2 separate regions of the Lactuca sativa genome follow, and region 2 is linked to region 1. A link is a contact called in public Hi-C data. All regions are on one chromosome and are shown on one strand. The core of a region is the stretch at or near the end of the contact, and the rest is flanking DNA. Distances in the headings are between cores, read along the strand shown. Region 1 holds the start of LOC111876410 (zinc finger CCCH domain-containing protein 41). Region 2 holds the start of LOC111876404 (putative pentatricopeptide repeat-containing protein At3g01580).

Evidence for each region. Hi-C and Micro-C count contacts between places; a contact is called where the count stands out from the background.
Region 2: a contact with region 1 is called in a Hi-C map of leaf, with 5 times the contacts expected there. The contact joins the promoter of LOC111876404 here to the promoter of LOC111876410 in region 1. A contact is called at or near these places in 2 of 4 Hi-C or Micro-C datasets (leaf and seed).

The regions. Positions count from the first base shown.
Region 1 is chr2:186,199,643-186,204,817 of Lsat_Salinas_v11, reverse strand. LOC111876410 (zinc finger CCCH domain-containing protein 41) reads left to right here and starts at 2,725. Exons shown (of 6, transcript XM_023872931.3): 1 at 2,725-2,957; 2 at 3,649-4,468; 3 at 4,570-5,175. The coding sequence starts at 3,755.
Region 2 is chr2:186,343,606-186,348,780 of Lsat_Salinas_v11, reverse strand. LOC111876404 (putative pentatricopeptide repeat-containing protein At3g01580) reads right to left here and starts at 3,022. Exons shown (of 1, transcript XM_023872923.2): 1 at 492-3,022. The coding sequence starts at 2,648. The coding sequence ends at 576. It also overlaps the pseudogene LOC111876407.

The DNA.
Region 1 (5,175 bases), core at 1,476-3,975:
AGGCGCTTCGGATCACGCCACGTAACCCTCACTATTACGCCCCGTGTCCGAGGTTGGTACGCCCAACGTACCTTCGCTTCTTATCCATCCGATGCAGGTGCGAGCTAGCTGGTGCGAGGCTAGCAAGCTTATCCGAAGCTACGCGCAGCGTAAGTCCGAAGTCCAATGCCTATAAATAGGTTGCGAAGGGTTCCGAGTTTTTCACACCAATTCTCTTTCTCTCTCTAATTTCTTTCTCTATCTAGCCTTTTTTTGAGCCCCCTAAACCCTAGGTAAAACCCCTAGCTCCCGAAGGAAGCCCTGAGGCTCCCGGAGTCCCGAGAAAAAGGGTCTTTCGGTTTCGAAAACGCTGCTCCGAGCAAAGCCCGGTTTTCTTTAGAATCCGCTGTAAGTGAGCTACGCTTACGCAATTTTTAATATAGCTTTCAAATAATTATAGTAATGTTATTAGGTCCTTAAAATAATTATTTGGGCTATTATTATTATGAGTTATATAAGTATTGTTTAATGCTTATATAATAGTAATAATAGTCAGACTATTAATTTGTCGCGGTTATCGTTAGACTAAACCCTAGTGGTATTGATACTAGGTTTTATCGAAGGAAAATTTGTTTTGAGAGTATCAAAGCACTGTCCGAGTGCTGAGTCACCACCTTTCAGGTGAGTGCATGGTCCCTTTCATCTTACACATAGATATGAAGTATTTTATATAAACTACATGCTATGTGTGCATATTATCTGAATACCTGTTGTCTATGCTAGATGAACGATTTTATACACGTTTTAAATGATTTAAAACTGTATATGTATTTTATATCTACGAAAATGTTGGGGTAAAAAATGGGTAGATGTAATAGATGAAATATAAGTTGGACGATGAGTTGAGAGGTGTTATAGACCACGAGGTGAGGGTGAGAGGTGAACGATGTGAGAAGCCTTTTCCCAAACGATGGCCCTATCATTCAGCAGAGTATGGATGACAACCACGGACTATTCTAGACAGTCCAGTGGAACACTAGTAGGCTCGCAACCTGTAAGTGTTGTGAACGATGTGTTCACTCGATGTACTCTAAACCTTGGTGATCATGCAGAGTTGGTGCCAAAACCCTGGCGACTATGCAAACTTAGTGCTTGTTGTATAAATCCTGACGACTATGCAGACTTAGTGCGTAAACCCCGGTAACGATGGACTTCGTACCGATTCCTTAGGATGATCCTTAGGAATGTATGAACGAGGAATGGTTGATTCTTAGGGTAGATCCTTAAGAGTAAAGAAGATAACGGGGATGGGTAATTGGGTTGATTGTTTGAACATAATAATTATATTATTGTGGGTTGAAAACCCTATGTACTCACCAGGTTTCCCAACCTGACCCACTCAGTTTATTTACATCACAAATGTTGATATAAAGTCACATTACACTGAGAGATTAAAAAGACGTAGATCACTATTGTAAATAAATGTAAGTTTGGTTTATGCATATGTTTCTGTATTAACGATGACATCCCAAACGTTTAAAATGAATAAAATACGTTTATTCGAAAATGTTTTGATAACGTATCTATCGTGTTTTTCTGGGAACAAATTCCGCAACATTTTTATGAAAAGAAGTACTCTGATTTTTACAAAGCATAAACAAAATCGGTATTTTCTGGCCGAGAAAATGGGGATGTCACAGATGCTCTACGTAAGGCATAGAGCTGGTATGCAAGGCGTACTCGGTCTGAATGTTGATCTTTGACTTTTTGACCATTGACTGTTGACTTTGACCAAGTTTGACTTTAGGTCATCTGGGGGAATTTGAATAGTCGATTGAGATTGGGTCCTTGTTTATTGTATAGGTGACATGTAGAGACAGTGTTTGGAGCAGTGATCAGTTCAATAATCTTTTAGATCGTGAGGTGAGTTTTCCTCACTGTACTCGTGGGTCGAAGGAACCAATTCCGGCCCACTAGGTTATGTATCCTGGTATATAGGATGATGCTATATTGGTTATATGTTAGACTGGTAGATATGTATGATAATATGTATTCACTGGTAATATGTTAGACTGGTATATCTATATGATTACATGTAATTGTTGGATTATGGTTATAGTTGTATATGTCGACATGTTATTGTGTTGTGGGGTTGAGGCGGTTCTGCTTTGTATTAAAGACCAAGATAGCTGGGCGATCCAACTGATACTGTAGGACCAAGGGATTGGTCCAACTTATGTTGTAGGCTGGGAGCGGTCCAACTGGTAGCTGAAGGCTTAGTGACGGTCCAACCTAGTATTATAGGGCTGGTTGCATGCATTATATTATGTTATTTTGTGTTGTATTTTGGGGGAACTCACTAAACTTTGACTTACAGTTTGATTTTAAGGTTTCAGGTACATCAGAAGACAGGAGCAAGTCGATGACGTTATTGTAGCATCCATAAAACTTTTGAAAAATCTAAACTTTTAAATTAAAGTAAAAAGCCACAATTGTTTACAAATAGTTTTCAAAACGAGTTCAATATCAGATAATCCCAAAATCATGAAACAAAACATGAGTAACTCATAACCTTAGAAGTCCAATCTACGTGAAAATTTGCAACCAACATTACAAAGTAGGAGGGTCGAAATATTAAATTTGCCAAATTCTAAATCAACAGCGTTCATATTGCAAAGTACGAGGGTTTGAGTTGTTAAATTTTTACCATAGCCTTTTCTTCTTTTCCTATCTGTAAAACCTTTCCTGCGTCCTGGAGAGAGAAACTACAGAATTTACGGAGAGAGAGAGAGAGAGAGAGAGAGAGAGAGAGAGAGGGGGGGGGAGGGAGAAGATGATACACACAGACAATCACGTATACGTACACAAGTAAAACGTAAGCTCCGCCATTAATTAGACGAACCGAAGCTCGGGACGCTATAATATATTATTTCCACACAAATAATCGTAACCCTAATAAGGGAAATCGTTAGACTGAGGTTAGTTTCTTATGTTCTTATAAAATCTTGTTGTATTTGTACAATTGTTAGGGCATATCATATATGATTGTTGATTGATTTGGAACTCTATGCGATCTATTGATTTGATCCTATTGATGAAATTGCTGCATAAGATACTATGTAGTTCATTTTGTATTGTCTGTATAGGATCACTCAGCATCTCCTAGACTGCAAAAATTGAATGTAGATTGTGCTAAGAGTTATATTTTAGATAGATGATGTCTATAGAGTGTTGCGGCACAGCAGTTGGGGGTCAATTTCCTCGAGAACCAGTCTACAGTTTCCAATTTCATGTTTAACGTTGGGGAAATAAACTTGTAGATAGTGAAGAAGAAACTGAAAGTTCTCATATTCGGTTCATGTTCATTTTTCCATTAAGAGTGTTGTTCTATCTATCATCCTCCCTCTACGCATTTAATTACCATTTTTTGTATTCTGAATGTATGTTCCAGCCATCATTGATGGGTAATAATTGCTGCTATAGCTAACAATAGATGCTTCTAGGGATTTGGAGAACTTTTGCTAGTCTCAATTCTTAATATTAATAGTATCTGATGACTGATGCAGTCTTTCAGAAGAAGCAAATAACATTGTTATTTTGAATTTTATCTTTTCTGAGCATATCAATTAAAGTAAAACATAAAGGTAAAGGTTTTAATGCCACTTACAGGAGACATCCTTTCTGAGAATATTTCAGGTTGATCCAGTGGGTTCATTGGCTCCACTAGTAACTGTTACATCTTCTCAACCATAAAATAACCAATCAGAAGCACTCAATGGAGCTTAAAGTTCCAGCCCATGAACCAGGTCGCTCACCTTCTGTATCCGAAAGCAATCCTAATGAGAAAGAAATCAGTGATGATGATGATGATGATCGCAACCATAAGCATCGTAGAAGAGATGATGCAAGGTCTCAGTCACTGGAAAGAGATTCCATGGAACAAGTATTTACTAATAAGCCATACAGAAGAGGAAACAAACCTTTTGAAAATGGGCATATTTACAGGGAACAAGGTTCCCATTCCAATGACACATGGAAAAATTACAATTTCAACCCTATGGACAAAAGACGACAAGGACCTTTGGATTTGAACCAAAGAATTAGGGATCCTGGCCCAATGAGGGGTAGAGGAAACTGGAATCAACATGATCCAAGATTCAACTCTGTTGATATTGCTTCTAGAATAGCTCAACAAGGATCTGTACCCCCTGGTATGTTTGGTGGAAGGGGTTTACCAAGTGTTTCAAATGCATATGGTCCATCTTGGAGTGCATTTGGTTTGGTTCCAGGTATACCAAATGGTGGTATTGATACACTACATACCCTTGGTTTACAAGGAACATATAGAGCCATTAATCCCTCCATGAACATGGGAATGGGACTGCCACGTCAGCGTTGTAGAGACTTTGAAGAACAGGGTTTTTGCCTAAGAGGTGATATGTGCCCAATGGAACATGGTGTCAATCGTATTGTTGTTGAAGACGTTCAGGTATGATACTATGACATGTTCTTTATTCAAACTCATCTGATAGCACACTATTATATTGCCTTTACATTTATCTGAAACTGCTGTTATTTTACAACTTGCAGAGCCTTTCACAGTTTAATCTCCCTGTATCGCTTCAAAATGCAAATCTGCCCGGAGCACCATCTGGGGCAGGATCTTTACCTGCCCCTGGTGCCCCAACCACCTCATTCAAAGCTTCACGTGGCAAGACTAGGAAAAGTGGAGTTAGTGGCAATGCTAATAATGCACATGAGTTAAATGATGCATTAATTGATCCTTCTCCAAGTGTTGGAGCTGACTTTTATGATCCAGATCAGCCTCTATGGGGTAACGATTCTCAAACATCACCTGCATTACAATCAATAAATCAATCCAATGTGAAGGAAAACAGGCCTTTGTTGGATCCTGGCCCATCTGGGTCTGATGAACATATGGTATCCAAGATTACAAGTACAAAAAACAAAGAAACCAAAGAGAATATAATCTCAAAACCAATCCCTTCAAATTTTGAGACAATTGAAAAACAGGATCCATCAAATAGTGGTCAAGCTGTTCACCTCCATAAACGAAACGACATAAATGGGAAAAGTGTCAGAAAGCCTACACAGAAAGCACAACGAACAGTATTTGTGAGTGGCATACCCCTCCAACAAAACAAAAGGGAATCCCTATTTTCACATTTTCATAAA
Region 2 (5,175 bases), core at 1,773-4,272, 140 kb before region 1:
TTAGTCGATCCGGGTCTTCAATATATTCCTTTTCCTCCCAATCTGCAGCTTGAAAAGTAAGAAAAAAACACTTGAAAATATAGCTCAAAGGACAAAAATAGAAAATATCATGTTTAATGCTCAATAAAAAAAATCCAAAAAATGTCGTTTATGACCTTTTTGTAACACCACCAATACTAATAATATGGGGATTTTATCATACTTATGTAATTTCTGCTTACATAAAGTGACACTACAAATACTACAATAAGAAAACCACTTAGTGAACTGAGAACTAAAAAACATGAATAAATCCATGAGCTTACCAAAAAAGGATGGCCCATTCGTAAGTTGAATTTCTAGTTACATTTTTTAAGTATATTAAATTTAATATACACCATAAAATAACAGTTTAATCATCATCAATGCAATAACCAATCAATGCCTTGTAATTTGAACAGATAAAAATGTGTTCATCCACTTGCATAGTAACATCAAATATGAAACAGTCATTTTGAAATATAATGAAAATTTCTTGTTTTGGAGGAAGTAATGGAGTGTAGCAAAGAAAACAACAGGTTATGAAAGTAGTTACATTATAAGTTATAACCTTCTTCCCTCATTGTCACTTCCAATGACCTAAGCAACCCACGAATAGTCTCCCCCAGAGGGTGAAATCTATCATCCACAGTAAAACTATGAACCTCACTCTTTACCTCAATTGCACTTTGACCATTTACCTTAGTCAACTTATTTCTTTTAATCATTGATCTAAGTTTCAATACATTATCCCAATCCTTATTGACAGCATGCATATTTGATAACAGAATCAAGTACCCAACATGACTCGAATCATAACCAAACAGTTTACTTGCTGCAATCTTTCCCAATTTTGTGTTATGATGAATCCTACATGCACCAATCAAAGCACCCCATATCTGAGGCCCAACTGCTACATGCATATCATTAATAACTTCAATCGCCTTATCAAGTTCTCCCATACGCCCAAATAAGTCAACCATTATTGCATAATGATTTAATTCAGGTGGTAGTTGATACTCATTTACCATGATATTGAAGACTTCCATACCTTCTTTAACCAACCCTGCATGGCTGCATGCAGATAAAATCGAAAGGAATGTCACGTTGTTTGGTTTGATTCTTGAAATCTTGACCATGGAATTGAATAAGTCAAGAGCTTCCCTCCCCTTCCCATGAATTCCATAACCTGCAATCATTGTGCTCCAAATCACAATATCTTTATCATCTATAGCTTTGAATACTTTAATGGCGTTATGCAAACTACCACATTTAGAGTAAGAATCAATGAGTGAAGCTCCAACAAAGGAATGATCTTCAAAGCCATGTTTGATGACATACCCATGAAGGCACATAGCTTGTTGAAGAACTCCTAATTCTGAACAAGATGTGAGGATTTTCACCATAAGAATAGCATCTGGTTGGATTTTGATAGACAACATGTTAACAAAAACCTCCATTGACTTATATGCCATTCCGTTTTGGACACATCCATTTAACAAAGCTATCCAAGAAACTACATCTTTCTTAGGCATCCTTTCAAAGAGTTCCATGGCTTCATCAGGGGAAGAGCAGAACATGTACATGTCAATTAGAGCTGTAGAGACAAACACATCTAACTCAAACCCTTTTCTTACAGCAACTTCATGGATCTTCTTGCCTTCTTCTAAGTTACACATGGCTTCACATGCTTGAAGAGCACTTATAACAGACACCAGATTGGGTTCAACCCTTTTACACATCATTTCATTGAAAAGATTTAATGCGTCATCAGCAGCTTCATTATGAGCATAACAAGAAACCATAGAAGCCCAAGAAATGGCATCTCTTTCTTCCATTTTCCTAAATAAAGTAGCTGCAGAAACTAGTGAACCAGATTTTGAGTAAACATTCAGTAAAGCATTACAAACTGAAAGAACATTTTCAAAGCCCTTCTTAATCACAAATCCATGAACACAACTTGCAGCCATAAGATCTGGTAACTGTGCATAGGCGCAAAGAACACTAACAAGTGTTACTGAGTCAGGACTTACATGCCCCTCCATTAACATTCTTGAAAAGAACTCTAGTGCTAAATATGAGTCGCTATTCTGCTGATATCCAGTAATAATGTGAGTCCACATAACAGTATCTGGATCTGGATATTCCTCGAAAACTCTTAAAGCTTCATCCAATCGTCCACTTTTTGTATACATGTCAATCAGAGCAGACCCCACAAATAAATCCGAATCCATCTCATACTTCTTTTTAACAAACCCATGAAGCATTCTTCCATACCCGAGCTCCCACAATCCAGAGCATGCCTTTAAAGCAATCGATATGGTAGCCTGGTCAGGTATTTCAACAGACAACATATCACGAAAGAGCTGAAGAGTTTCTACATATGACTTCTTCATACAGTAACATTTCAGGAGGGAATTCCATATATACACAGTTGGTTGAAGCGTTTCATCAAACAGCTTGCGTGTGGCTTCAAGCGATGAATATTTGATATAGCAGTTACTCAACTTGGCGGCAATAAAACTATCTTGAACAAACCCAGTCTTGATGGTGAGAGAATGCAATTGTATGACGGAGCTACAACTGCTACATAATCTAAAAAGATCAAGAATAAGTTCCCTCCTTTTCATTCGAAGAAATTGAAATTTCAAAAATTAGCACCTTGATTGAATACAATCGACTAGGTTTTAACTGCTTACATTAGTCGTTAAAATAGAAAAACCAATGTGCAAACCTAAATGTCCTTGAGGCTGACTGATATCTTAACACTTTTTTTCATTTCAGTTTCTATGTTTGTGTTCCGAAAAAATGAAAATCTCCCGTTTCTTAGTGCTTTCACGGTGCTATTTTGGATTCTTCGTTTGCTGTGAAGCAAAGTGATATCAATCAGAGACGGCGATTGATTCGCCGGCCAATCTTAGCTTATCTTGATGATTACTCGTTGCAGTTAGATTGTTTCATTTTTGCTTGTAAGGATTTTTTGAATCTAACCAAATGATTTTATTTTTTTGTTCATACGTCATTCAATTTGCCAAATATAATTACGTGGCTATGAATTAATTTTTTTCCACGTAATTTTAAAAGTTTTTCTATTTTAATGTAATAATTATAAAAATATAGTAATAAATAAATATCAATTTTATTAATGGACTTATCTTTTTATTTCTAAATTTCTAAATTAAAGTTCATTAATTTATTTTGTTTGTTTATTTATATTTAAAAGATAAAAAAATCAATTTTGATAATTCATTATTTGTTTTTGTTTTCTTATAAATCCAAATTTTTCTAAATATTTAGACCTTTATATTTAATTTTTTAATTAACCCATGTAATACATAGGTGTTACACCTAGTTTTGTTATAAACAAAGCTTTTTGGAGAGAAGAAAATCGGGGGTATATTTTATAATTAGTAAAATGACATAAAAAACCCTAGTTTATTAATTTTTATTAAAAAAATTGAAGACGTTTTAGTGGATTAGGTTGCAAAGATCTCGATCAAAACTGCAAAAATTTTCAAATGGGTTGACCCACCAAGTCACTATTGAAGGAGAATATGAAAAAAGTAAAAAATTATGACCCACACAGAGGCAGAAAGTTGCATTGTTACAAATTATTGTAGGCTTGTTGGTGGCTAGCTATTGTATTTATCCTCGTATTAGTGCTTATGAAGTTGTCTTAGGAAATATAATGAAAAAGTTTTGTTATAAGTGTTCGTTTTACTCACTGTGTTAACTGTTAATATAACAATAAAGCAATGTCAAGATCTTCAACACTGGGAATGTATCAAGATTAGTGATAAGTGCTCGTTTCAGATATAAAATAGTCAGATTCCTAAATGATCCTGATCTTAGCTCCAGAAACATGCAACTAGTACTGCTCTCGCTAACTAGCTTCAAATGTGTCAAGGACTCAGACGATATATGCATGCAGACTAACCGGCCAGGTGTGGTCGACTGTGACAGATGTTTGCTTCTAACTGCTTCACACCCTGTGAAAAAGCGTAATCAAGAACATTGTTTAAAATCTCGGCACTGCACACCTTAGGATGCCTGAAGGTTAATAATCTATCCAGCTTGATTGATTCATCACGATAACATAAAACCGTATTGACGAACTTATCGAAAACAGAGTTTATTGAAATCAACGAAGTTGAATTTAAGAACCGGTATCCGAGTCCACAAAAAAACCCATGTTTTTGACAAAATTGATGTTTGAACTGCTTGTTTCAAGCCAAGAGTAGAGAGCATATGGAGCTGCATGTCTTATGGTCGCCATGGGAACACGTTTGCGAGTTATATATATAAGAATTTGAAACCTAGGGATATGTACGGTTTGGTATCCTAACGAGGATCTCACGATTTTTGCTATTGGAACGTATCCTTTACTTTTCGAGTTTTCGTGAATTTACCATAGGCAGGATGATCGTATTCATTAGGACATCCGAATTCATATCCCAAATTTAAGATATGGATATGGAAATACGAAAATTTTATTAATTTTAATTAATTACAACCGATTAAACTTAATAAATATAACATAAAGTGCAATATCTCATGCAAACAATTCAAAACCTCGAACACTACATAAATTGTGATCATCCTGAATTTTAAAAGCAAATCATTCACCATTTTCAATATGCCAAACGTATTTTATGATTACATAGTAAAAATCTTTTGTATTTGTGATTCCTAGATATGTTAATGAGATTAGCTTGCTTATTCATGTCAAAAAGCATAATAAAAATAAAATTGTTAAGTATAAAATGATCTTGGGTAAGATCCCGCTTGAAAACTTTGGTAGATATTACTCTTTTTCATGGACAATTGGTCTCCTGTCTTAATAATAACAAGACAAAACTTCAAAAATGGCCCCTGTTGTTTTAGAAAATATCAAGTTTAATCTCTAAGTTCAAAAAACTTCATAGATGGTCCTTATGGTTTCAAAACTTTTAACAAACAGTCCTTTAGCCACATAAAAAGACTAATATACCCTTTCTATTTCTTTTTAGAATTAATTTTACCTAATCCTATTTTAAAAAATAGAAAACCAAAATAAATAATTCATTGGGCTACCTCCTCTCTATCTCTCTCTCTCTCTCTCTCTCTCTCTCTCTCTCTCTCATCTTCACCATCGCTATTGTCACCGGTGGTGATGGT